Regions from separate parts of the Mus musculus genome. Here region 2 is linked to region 1. A link is a contact called in public promoter capture Hi-C data. All regions are on one chromosome and are shown on one strand. The core of a region is the stretch at or near the end of the contact, and the rest is flanking DNA. Distances in the headings are between cores, read along the strand shown.

Region 1 (5,735 bases), core at 405-2,904:
GAAACTGACCTAGCTCATTTGGAACCGGGCTTGGCGCCTGATGAAACAGGTGAACTGTAATTAAGGACTGCAATAAAGGAGTTAAGCACTTTCATGACAACAAAAACACACACAGCACACCCCGCACTAGGCGGCTAGCAACCCCATTATTCACAGACTCTTGCTATCCCACATTAGCATATCCACTGAGATGCACAGAATAGACAGTTGCATTGTCTGGATACACCTTGTAAGTGGAAAAACAAAGTCACTCCACCACTGTGACCTTTAGGTTCATGCCTAACTTGAGGAAGACTGTCACCGATTGGAGTTTATCCTTTTCAGAGACCTTAAACTAAACACAGTGAAGCCACGTTGCTTAAAATTGCTCTTCTAGCAAGGCATTCTTAGCTCATTTTTGACAGAAACCACAGATCCAGTTTCCACTTGGGTTCTTGCCCTTAAACGTGTAATCTCTAAGTATGCATAGTATGTACTTCATTAGGGTTCCCAACCCCTGTAAGGCGTGTCAAAATAATAATTTAACTGTCGCATCCTGCACAGGAAGCGTCTCAGGGAAATTTGTCTCATTGCAAGTTCAAGAAGAATGTGGGATTGATAACTTTTATTTCCTTATTAAAACGTTCATCTATTGGGAAAGTTTATATATAACTCTTAAATCATCTGGCACTTAAGAAATTAGGGACAATTGGTTAAACAAAATAAAGCAGAGAGAGAGAGAGAGAGAGAGAGAGAGAGAGAGAGAGAGAGAGAGAGAGAGAGAGAGAGAGAGAGAGAGAGAGAAACTTTGCAAATAATGGGATTCCCACATTTGTGCCCCTGCCCACAGAGCTAACTCATTTCAAACAAGAAAACTACCCATAAAACAAACAAAAACCTCTCTAAACTACCCATCTTTAAGCCTGGGAGGCAGGGGCTGCTGGGGAAAGCAGCAGGTGAGAAGTCTGTTGGCAGTTGCTTCCTGGACCTGACCAGGTAGCCTTGGCCCCAGCAGCCCTGCTGGAGCAGGCACATCCCAGAGCCCCCTGGTTGTAAACTGGTCCTTTGCACAAAGGTCTCTAGCAGGCTGAAGCAATCTCTTCCTGCACCACCCTAAGAAAGTAAATCATTATCTATCAGAGATACTGTCCATACCTTTGGGGTTCTAGAACTGCTCAATTTTCAAAAGAAAGTGGGGGCGGGGAGGGGGGGAGAAAACCTTTAAAACTTTTAAAAAGTTTTTTTCAGTAAAATTGATATTAATTCATGCATAACATAAACTAGTCATGAATTTATCGACAAAAAGCAACGTCAACCGACCAAGTCGCACCATCCCGCACTTCCCCAGCCCCGCCAGTGAGAAAGACAGACTCACAGAAGACATCCTCTTAGACTGAGCGCACTTTAACAACTCCATACTTGTCCTATGACAAATGCACCGCGCCTTCCTCCCCCTCTTCTCCTCTTGGGGGCGTCGAGGGCTTACCTAGACAAAGCAGCGTCAAGACCCAAGAGGCAGGGAGCGTCTCCATCCTTCTTTCTCGGTGCAGCTTGCGGAGTGCGCGGCGGCCAGCGGGAGCAAGGTGCCTGTGGCTGAGTTGGAACCGAGCTGATCCAGGTACCAGAGCCCACCAAGTCGCTGTGACTCTGAGCAGCCAGGCAAGTGAGCTGAGCTACTCGGCGCAGCGCAGCGACCTTTATAAGTCTGGGGAGGTGCCTAGGCACGCGAGGACTTACTAGCGGGTTGTCCAGGGTTTCCTAATGCCACCCCCCGGGGGGAGGAGTGGTGGCCAGCGGAGGACTGGCCAGATGTCATCCTCCCTCTCAGGAACACCTGAGAGGAGGGTTTCAGGAATGAATGTCCTTCTAGTGTGGCTACTCCCCAAACTTTTCCATCCTCCTTGTCTTCGGACTCAAGCCCCGAGGAGGTGGGGAGCTTGGACCAGATGGGTTGGTTTGCTCTATGGGGTCATCTGCCGGGTAGTGGGTGGCTTTAGTTGCTGTGGGTGACTGTTGTAGTCAGGGCTGTGTTTCCAGCGCATACTTTTGGAGAGTTGAGTTGCCAACTCAGGCCGGAATAACTCCCTGTTTGGGAACATACTTGAAGCATGTCACTGGCTCCAGAGCTCTCTGCTCCTATTCAAATGCCCGGAAATGCCTTTCACCCTCACGCCTTCCTTCTCAGCCCCTCAGCTTCCAATGTGATTCAGACATTTATCACCTCAAAGTCTAGTAATTATGAAGAAAGCCCTATATTGTTTGTCCGTTCTGTCCTATTTGCTATCTATTGGCAAATTTTTTGAGTTAACAACTCCAAACACTGCCTTAATCCAGCACTCCTTGCTACAACAACTTTCCAGTTCTCTGTGCCTGTCTCAAATGCAAACTTGAATCGGTCCTTATCTGAGCTCGCACTAGTTTGTCAGACAAATTGGCTCACCACCTCACCATTTCTGCTTCTTCGCAGTTTCCTCCCATTGCTGATGGAGTCATACTTGGGGGAAAGGCTGCCTTTTATGAGGAACTAGGCGAATTAGTCTATTTAGCGTGGCTCTCGAGGCCCGGGATGTGTGAGTTCACAGGGATCTTGTCTGGTTTGAGATACCTTTTCCCTTGATTCATAGAATCTAGATTAGGCCCTGCGCTTCTGGTTAAATGACTGTGTATGCTTTGGTTTTTATTTATAAGTCTGGTTTTCATATCTCTACAGACATAGGGGTTTTTCCTCCCTCTGGGTTTTAGTTACATTCCTCTGGAGAGATTAGGAATAGTCAATTTAACACACAAAGAGATTGGGATGGAAAATGGAATCTGAATGATTTTTGCCTAGTACATTTGTTGATTTTCTAGCTCAAAATTAGAAAATGGATTGTTTATAAATTCTTTTTTTCCTGTTATTTTCTCTCCCTTAAGTCAAGGTCTTTGAGTGTCCGCACATTTTGTTGTTGGAAAGCAATACTGCATTCTTTTCGTGGTGAAGACTTAAACATTTGAATGGAAATCCTTGAAAAGCCTGCTCAGTCTTTCTACCCCGGCTCATGATGAAGGAGGCTTAAGACTAGTTAACTATTGGAGAAGATAAGGGGCGTGTTAAGCACAGTGCCTAGAAGGTCAGTGCTCCCTGAAAGTTCCCACTCTTACCTGCAAATGCCCACTCCTAAGGGGTACTTGGTAGTTAATCAATATTTACAAGTCCAGGGAAATCCAGGAACAATAGATTACAGGTAGGCAAGCTTTCTCTGTTGACTCCAATTTGTTGAAAGGGCAGATGGTAAGGAGCTTCACAGTGATTTTTTACGTGTGTGTGTGTGTGTGTGTGTGTGTGTGTCTGTCTGTCTGTCTGTCTGTCTGTGTATCAATGGCTAGAGCTGAGTAATATAACATTGGTAATGGGTTGTAGCTTTGTGGGTCACTTATAGGAGTCATACATTTGGTAAACCAGAATAAGGAAAAAGAGATTTGGTTACAAATTAGAGCTGAAAATAAAAATAGCTCAAGTGCCTGAGGAATAAAAGCAAAAGAGTGGGTCATCAGCTGGAGTCATCAGCCTCCAGCCTCCACGGTGACTTGTGCTACCTGCACAAGTACCCTTGCAATAAGTGAAAGAGAGGAGAGGGGACCTTGCTCACTCACTCACTCTGGTTCCTGCCTCCTTTCATTAGATGGAGTGCTGTGCCTTCTGTTCATAAAACAAAATAAAGGGATGGAGTAGGAGAGTAACAGGGCCATACTGACAGCAGGCAGCAAAGGGCCAGCTCTGGCACCATCTGTAGTCAAGATGGATTTTCACTCTGTGGCTGATGCCTGCATGAGGGGAAAATTCCTCACACGTCTCTTAAACATTTCCACAGCACATGCCCTTCAGCCGGCTGGCTTCTAACATGGTGTGAGGAAATCTTTTCTTTACTGGGTCTGTGTTTACTCAATTTTGTAGCCATTACTTCTCCAGCGTGACTCCACCATGACACATCAGGAGAGGTTTGCTGCTGCCTCCGCAAAATAGTATTCTGTATTTAAAAAAAAAGGAACAATTTTCATTCATTGTTACTTCATACATAGTATAAGGTACAATCATAATTCCCCTTAAAGGCAGAAACATGTTCGAGTGACTGCTGAACAGTTGGAGAATAAAATAAATTTATAATTTTCCAACTAGAAAGATGATGCTAAAACATCAGCCCGATCAGCAATCCCCAATTTGACATGTATGTGAAATTATTTTAAAGAGATTAGTAGTCTTAAGACATCTTAAGAGGTTAGTATATACAAATTACATATACATGTTTAATATTACTTAAATGTGACATTGAATTCTTACTGTGATTAGTAAGTATATTCAGTTTTTAAAAGACACTGAGTTCATTATGGCATTGTAGCATGTGCTTTTAGTATCATCCTTGATCATACTTTCATACATGTCTTTTCCTCTTCTACCCTCTCTTAATTCCTTCCTAACCCTGGTAACTCCTTTCCTGCAAACCTCTTTTTCACACTTCTGTTTATATGCTTTATTTTGTGACTCACTGGGCCTGCGTGACTTTACTCAATGTAATTTTTTTCCCAGCGCCATCCACTTACCTGCTGATAGATAAGATTCTGGGGTGCATATATTACATATTTTCAGTATCCATTCATCAGTTGATGAATATATAGGCTGCTTCCATTTCCCAACTTGTGTGAGTACAGCAGCAGTGAACACGAATATTCAGGTATCTCTGTAGTATAATATAGTGTGTGTGTGCATGTAGGTATCTGTGTGTGTGTCTCCTGTATGTGTATGCATGTGCCTGTGTGTAGCTATTATGTGTATGTTTGTGTGTGTGCATGTTGGTGTCTGTGTGTATCTCATGTATGTGTGTATGTCTGTGTCTGTCTGTATAGCCATTACATGTGTGTGTTTGCATGTATCTGCCTGTATGTCTCCTGTGTGTTTGTGTGTGCATGTAGATGTGTGTGTGTATATGTATGTATGTGTGTGTGTGTAGCCATTATATGTGTGTGTGTGTGCATGTAGGTGCCTGTATGTCTCCTGTGTGTTTGTGTATGTGTGTGCATGTAGGTGTCTGTATGTGTCTCGTGTGTGTGTATATGTGTGTATGTGTGTATAGCCATTACATGCCCAGGGCAGCATGGCTGTTTCATGAGTTAGTCTGATTTTCTGATAAGCCTCCAGAATATATTCATATTCTGCACTGAACTGCACTAGTCTCTGTTCCCACTGGCAGTGCATAAAGGTTCTCCATTCCCATCCATGTCAGCATGGTATTATTTGTTTTCCTAATGATTGCCATTCTGACTGAGATGAGAAAGGATCTTAGAATGGTTTTAATGCTGGCTAATGATATTGAAAATTTAAGTGTTTTCTAGCCATTCCTATTTATTCTTTTGTAGCCTCTTTGTCCACTCACATAGTTCATTTTCCTACTGAGTTATTTTTTTATTAATGTTTTTTTTTTTTTTTTTAGTTAGTTTCATACTCTGGCCATTTATCCTCAGTCCAGGACATAGATTTCAAAGATCCCCTACCCCTGCCCTCACTTCCCTGTGGCTGCTTCTTCTCTAGACTCTGCTGAATAGAGGCATCTTGGTTTTATAAGAGTTTGTTTGTTAGTTATTTGTCTTAATTCCAGAGAAATTTTTCTACCAATGGGGTTGAGGCAGGGTCAGATGGACTCACTGCAAAAATCTACCAGAAACTCAAGTACAACACCAATACTGCTCAACTATTACCTAAAGTAGCAAAGGAAAGAAGGCTT
Region 2 (5,425 bases), core at 258-2,757, 920 kb before region 1:
GGAAGGGAAATGCCCCAATCAAACTTAGGGTTGTTTTGAGACAGCGAGGTTCTTCGAGACTGCCAAGCACATAGGTGTGCTGTGAAGAGCCAGGGAGAGACATGAGATTAAAATCCAAATCTTTCTTCGTGTTTGTCTTTTTCTGGTTTGTTTTTCCTCCCCACCAAACAAACACAGAATGTGTGAAGTTCATTTCAAAATATATTTTCAGGATTAAAATAGGCTTTAACTTAAGCCTCTAAATTTGAAGGAAGTATCCCTTCTTACACTACTGGCTACCATGGCTTAAGTTTTTTCCTTTTCCATTTGACATGGGAAAGAAGCATGCCAGCATGACCATCTGTCTTCTTTTCCTGGATGTCCATTCCCAGAGTTCTCACGCATTTGTGTTTTTCTGAGTTTTCTTTCTTCCTATGTCACAGCAACGACAGCAGCAGCATTTGCACATAATTCTTGAGAACAAGTAGGAGTCACTGGCCTCATGCACAGAACTCCCACATCATTGCAAAGTGAGTGGCACAAGCGAGAGGCAGGGTTTGTTAGAGAGGCCACATGGACAAGGCCTTGTCTCTTACTCCCCTGAGAGCACAAGGCCCTCATCTTGAGATGCAGTCAACTAATGTCCAGGTAATTTTAAAGCCCAGTTTTTGATTGGAGCCATGTTGAAAGTTTGAAGAGAAGTATGTGTCTATGTGACAATCACAGGAGAAACAATGACACAGTTGTCTAATTAATATGAGCAAATAGTAATATTAAAAGTAAGTTAGGATATGACAGGTAAAATATTTTGAGTTGGGCAGTTCCCCGTAAAATTAGAGCATTACCTAGAACCATTTTCTCTAGATGGCTTTTTGCTTTAATCTTTATAGTTTCTTTTAAAGCTCTTTGTAGATCCATCTGCTCTCTAAGATTCCCGTTGAGTACGAAAAGAGTGTTATTAATGGATGCATTTGGCTCATAACGGTCTCATTAAAATGTCCTTCACTCTAATTTGGAAGTGGAGGTTAATTAATACTGCTGGTGTCCAAGTACGGATAAAAAATTATTAGAACCGCCCACTAAAAGACTTTATTTGCACTAATATCCTGTGGAATAAGACTGGTGCCGTTACGGCCAGATTTTGTAAGCAAAAATGTGTAATCCAAACTCCTTGTTGTTGATTAAAAAAAAGAAAGAAAGAGAAAAAAAATCTCGTCACTGTCATTGAGGGTACTTAATCTTCCAACGCAGGGATTTTAGATTGGAGAGCGAAACAGTTTCATCACCCTTTCCAGAGGCGCCGATTCTTTTGCTTCAACAAGTCTGCGCTTCTCAGTTCTCCCTGCTCTCCTCAGATGAGCTTCCGCTCTGCTGCTGTCTTCTAAGGATGAGTCGCCAAGGGATCAGTCTACCTCGCGGCCTGTAGAATGGCCAGAACTGGAAGCGGCGGTTGTTTGGAAGGAAGAAAGGGAACCTCGGGGAGAAGCCCGGCCCCCTTGGTGGAAAAGAAAACGTGGGTGTCCTTGGGATGGGCTGGGCCCTTGTTACCAGATTCCTTGTGGTGGGCGGAGGAGTGAGTGTGAAGATCTGGCAGTCTGTAGGCTTTGCGTTATTTTGTGAGCCGCCAGGAGGGGTGACTACATCTTGTCCTGTGGAAATGAAAATGTAGGTCAGGAAATGGGCCTAGCAGCAGAAACAAAAGACAGTTAGATCCCTCCGGGTGAGGCTTGGAGAGAGATAAGAATCAAACAGAGACATTTTAAAGCATGACTGAACTGCAGTGACTCAAGGAGATGATGCATGGACACAGCTAACGATCCACATATTTATCTGGGGAACTGGTCCAAAAGAAATAAATACATATTTATCAAAGACACTAGAAGACTAAATAGGTTACAGTAACCTAAACAATCCAAATGCCCCCATCAATAGGAGGATAGCTAAATAAACCATATACTTCATACAATGAAACAGTCCCCAGAATGAAAAGCAAAACCAGCCAGGCCCTAGACACCCAGATGAATCCAAGCTACAATAAACAATGGAAATTAAACACAAAAAGGTGTACAGTGTTCATGAATAAGCAAAGTGGAGCTAAGGTAAGAAGTCAGAATGAGGATCAGCACAAATGTGATTTTATGGAGGAATTAACCAAGAACTCTGTAGCAATGTTCTACACTTTGATCTCAGTACTCATTAAGTAGATTTGGATATTAGGTAATATACATACACATATGTGTACCAGTATAAAATGTGGTGAAGCTGTACCTTTAGGACTTAAGGTTTTTTTGTTTCTTGGGGGGGGGGTGTTGTTGTTGTTGTTGTTGTTTTGTATATCATTTAAGACTCTGTACTGGCTGGTTTTGTGTCAACTTGGAGTTATCACAGAGAAAGGAGCTTCAGGTGAGGAAATGCCTCCTTGAGATCCAGCTGTGGGTCATTTTCTCAATTAGTGATCAAGGTGGGAGGGCCCATTGTGGGTGGTATCATCTCTGGGCTAAGCAAGCCAGAAAGTAACATCCCTCCATGGCCTCTGCATCAGCTCCTACTTCCTGACCTACTTGAGTTCCCAGTCCTGACTTCTTTTGGTGATGAACAGCAACATGGAAGTGTAAGCTGAATAAACCCTTTCCTCCCCAACTTGCTTCTTGGTCATGCTGCTTGTACAGGAATAGAAACCCTGACTAAGACAGACTCACTGAAATAACACAAAATTTATTTACTATGGAGAAAATAAAAAATAAAGAAAATAGTGCCAAAGACCAGTGCACACATCTTGGTTTTGAGAAGAAATTTGGATGTAGCCAAGGGTTAGTTGTTCCCGTGCCTGAATCAGCCATTGAGTTGGTCTTGCAAAAGTAAGTTCTGCTGTGCAGAGTTCTGTGGCCTAGAACATATCAGTCTAGACAAGAGAAGACTGAACAGATGTGAATGCTGGAAACATGAACATCCTCCAGGAAGCTGAGCGTTCTGGTGACTTGAAAACCAAAACCCAAACCCAACCCAAACCAAACCAAAGCAAGCAACCAACCAATCAAAAACCCCTCTCCCTCTCCCAGGACAGTTGATTTGAATTTCTTGGCCACACTGGATATAATTATCTAGCTGCCAGAGACCTTAGTTCCTTTTTTTTTTTTTTTTAAAGAATTTGTTTATTATATGTAAGTACATTGTAGCTGTCTTTAGACACCAGAAGAGGGTGTCATATGTCACTACGGATGGTTGTGAGCCACCATGTGGTTGCTGGGATTTGAACTTAGGACCTTCTGAAGAGCAGTCAGTGCTCTTACCCGCTGAGCCATCTCACCAGCCCCTTAGTTCATTTTTAAACCAACAACTCTTAGATATGTCAGCTTTGAACACCTGGCTGTGGCTGATTGGGCTATTGCTAGACACTCAACACAGTCACCAGCTAGTCACTGAGGAATTAAATTCTCACTTGAGAATTACTGTGAAGACACAGTGGGAGATGTTAGTAGGAGGTGTAGGACAGTGGCTGATGTGTGACTTTTTGGCCAGTTGAATTTTGATGGAGAGGTCAGCCTCCATGTAATAGTATGGTAAGCAGCCTTCTTCCCCCCTCTTTCCCCCCCCCAAGATAGTATGTATATGCATGTTCACATACATGTGTGCCTGTGTGTGCATGATTATGTATACACATGTGTGGAGGCCAGAGATTGATGTTGGGCATCTCTATAACTTGATCTCTACTTTATTTATTGAGGCAGGATCTCTCACGGAACCCAGCACTCTCTGATTCCCCTGGTCAGTGACTGCTGGAGAGGAAGTCACTGTCTTCAGTGATGGAGCCACCAACCTATGCTCTAGTGGAGACCTTCACACCCACGTCTACTTGGTTGGCCTTGGTTAAATCCGACAGAACAAGCACAAAGCAAAACCAAAACGAGACTTGAAAGTGGGATGGAGATTTGTGGGAGCACCTGGGAGGGGTTGGTAGTTGATAGTGGGAGATGGTAAGAGAAGGTAAAAGGATGGGTGTGGTTAGGCCTGTATGTAGTTGTATACAATGTCATACTTATAAGATAATCATTTTATAAGGTTGGTAATTTTCCCCACACCTATCCAGACTACTGAATATTGAAACGATATGACTGAAATTAGGTCGAGAAACATCAAATTATAGAAGATGACTAAATCCCACAGTGTTGATTCTTTCTGATAAATTCCTAACTTTTGTAACATGAAAACTTTATATACTCAGAATCTAGCCACTAGGAGAGAAGTTAGCCTTGCTGGGAAGTCTCATCCTGATAGCTGGCTATTAGGTCAGGCTCAGCAAGGCCTTGAGCTCTGCCATCCAGTGAACTATCCCGCTTTATAAACATCCTGACCACCACCTGCTGCATAGGCTCATCTTGTTTCTTGATGCCCTGAAGCTGACCTCTCAATCCCATAGTGGTTGGTGCTAGAGCATGCAGAAGACTTTTCTACCAGGCTGAGGTGTTTAGCTTCGTGCTCTCTTCTGGGAATCCACAAGCAGCTTCCCTCTATCACCCACCCAGGACAGTCGATGAGACCATATAAACATGTTTTGATATTTCCCCAGCAAGCTAATCACATGATGATTACAGTGGGTTACTACTTCCAAGTTACTACTGCAAGTGTCCTCGAATGTAAGAACTGGAGCTGGAGCACTGGCTCCTCAGCCAGAGGACTCAGGTGTGATTCCCAGTACACACATGGTGTCTTACAACTACCAATCTGGTTCCAGGGGATCTAACACACTCTTCTTCCAGGCATGCAGGTGGTGTGCAGGCAAAACACCCCTACATATAAAGTAAAAATAAAGTGTGGGAGCCCTAGGACTTGGTTTGGCAGTCTGTCTCATGGGACAAGGTCAAGACTATCTATGTGAATTGATGCTAAACGGCTTCTTCCTTCCCCTCGCTCAGCTGACCCCGCCTACCTATCTCTTCTTTAACCTCATTCTGCTCACTTCCTGAAGTCATTATCTTTGTTTTCTCCTCAAACTGCCTTGAAAATTCCATCTTGATTTACTACCTCTCTAAGTTTACCTAATGCCACATTTCAGAGTGAAAACTTGGGCAATCTGCTAATAACATCTCAGGTTCTTCTTTTGTTAAAGAGGGCTGTAAACATCTCAGGTTCTTTTGTTAAAGAGGGCTGCAAACATCTCAGGTTCTTCTTTTGTTAAAGAGGGCTGCAAGCTTTGTACCCATTCAAACAGTTAAACAGTGCTGTCCCCTCTACCCCAAAACGCTGCTTTGGCAAAAGTCCTTAATATTCCTGGGCTTAAATTTTGGCTCCCGGTGCCTAGAGTTCCTCTTGTCCTGGATCTCTCATGTAGTGCCCAAGTCAGACCTCCTTAGGGAGATCGTCCCTGCCTGGACGCTGGATTGGAACTTGGAAAACTTCCATAGCAGTCTTGGCCCACCAGCATTGAACTTATGAACCATGCCCTTAG

Evidence for each region. Promoter capture Hi-C pulls out the DNA fragments that hold promoters and counts their contacts.
Region 2: a contact with region 1 is called in a promoter capture Hi-C map of hippocampal neurons, with 8 times the contacts expected there. The contact joins the enhancer-like site here to the promoter of Ereg in region 1. A contact is called at or near these places in 8 of 39 promoter capture datasets (the 3T3-L1 cell line, HPC-7-derived erythroid cells, cranial neural crest and 3 more) and 1 of 115 datasets of contacts at active chromatin or transcription factors (embryonic fibroblasts).

What each region holds. Positions count from the first base shown.
Region 1 is chr5:91,070,536-91,076,270 of GRCm38.p6, reverse strand. It overlaps Ereg (epiregulin), which reads right to left and starts at 1,654. Exons shown (of 5, transcript NM_007950.2): 1 at 1,466-1,654. The coding sequence starts at 1,511. Gm19610 (a long non-coding RNA gene) reads left to right here and starts at 1,336. Exons shown (of 3, transcript XR_001784889.2): 1 at 1,336-1,597; 2 at 2,893-3,089.
Region 2 is chr5:91,990,848-91,996,272 of GRCm38.p6, reverse strand. It overlaps Odaph (odontogenesis associated phosphoprotein), which reads right to left. Exons shown (of 2, transcript NM_001177577.1): 2 at 956-1,628. The coding sequence ends at 1,312. Among named protein-coding and RNA genes, the nearest start is that of Odaph, 6.1 kb to the right of the region's middle. Within about 2 kb of position 1,507, at least 25 of the 459 cell types and tissues checked have an H3K27ac peak or open chromatin away from gene starts, as enhancers often do. A contact at or near this core is called in embryonic fibroblasts and hippocampal neurons, where this site is marked.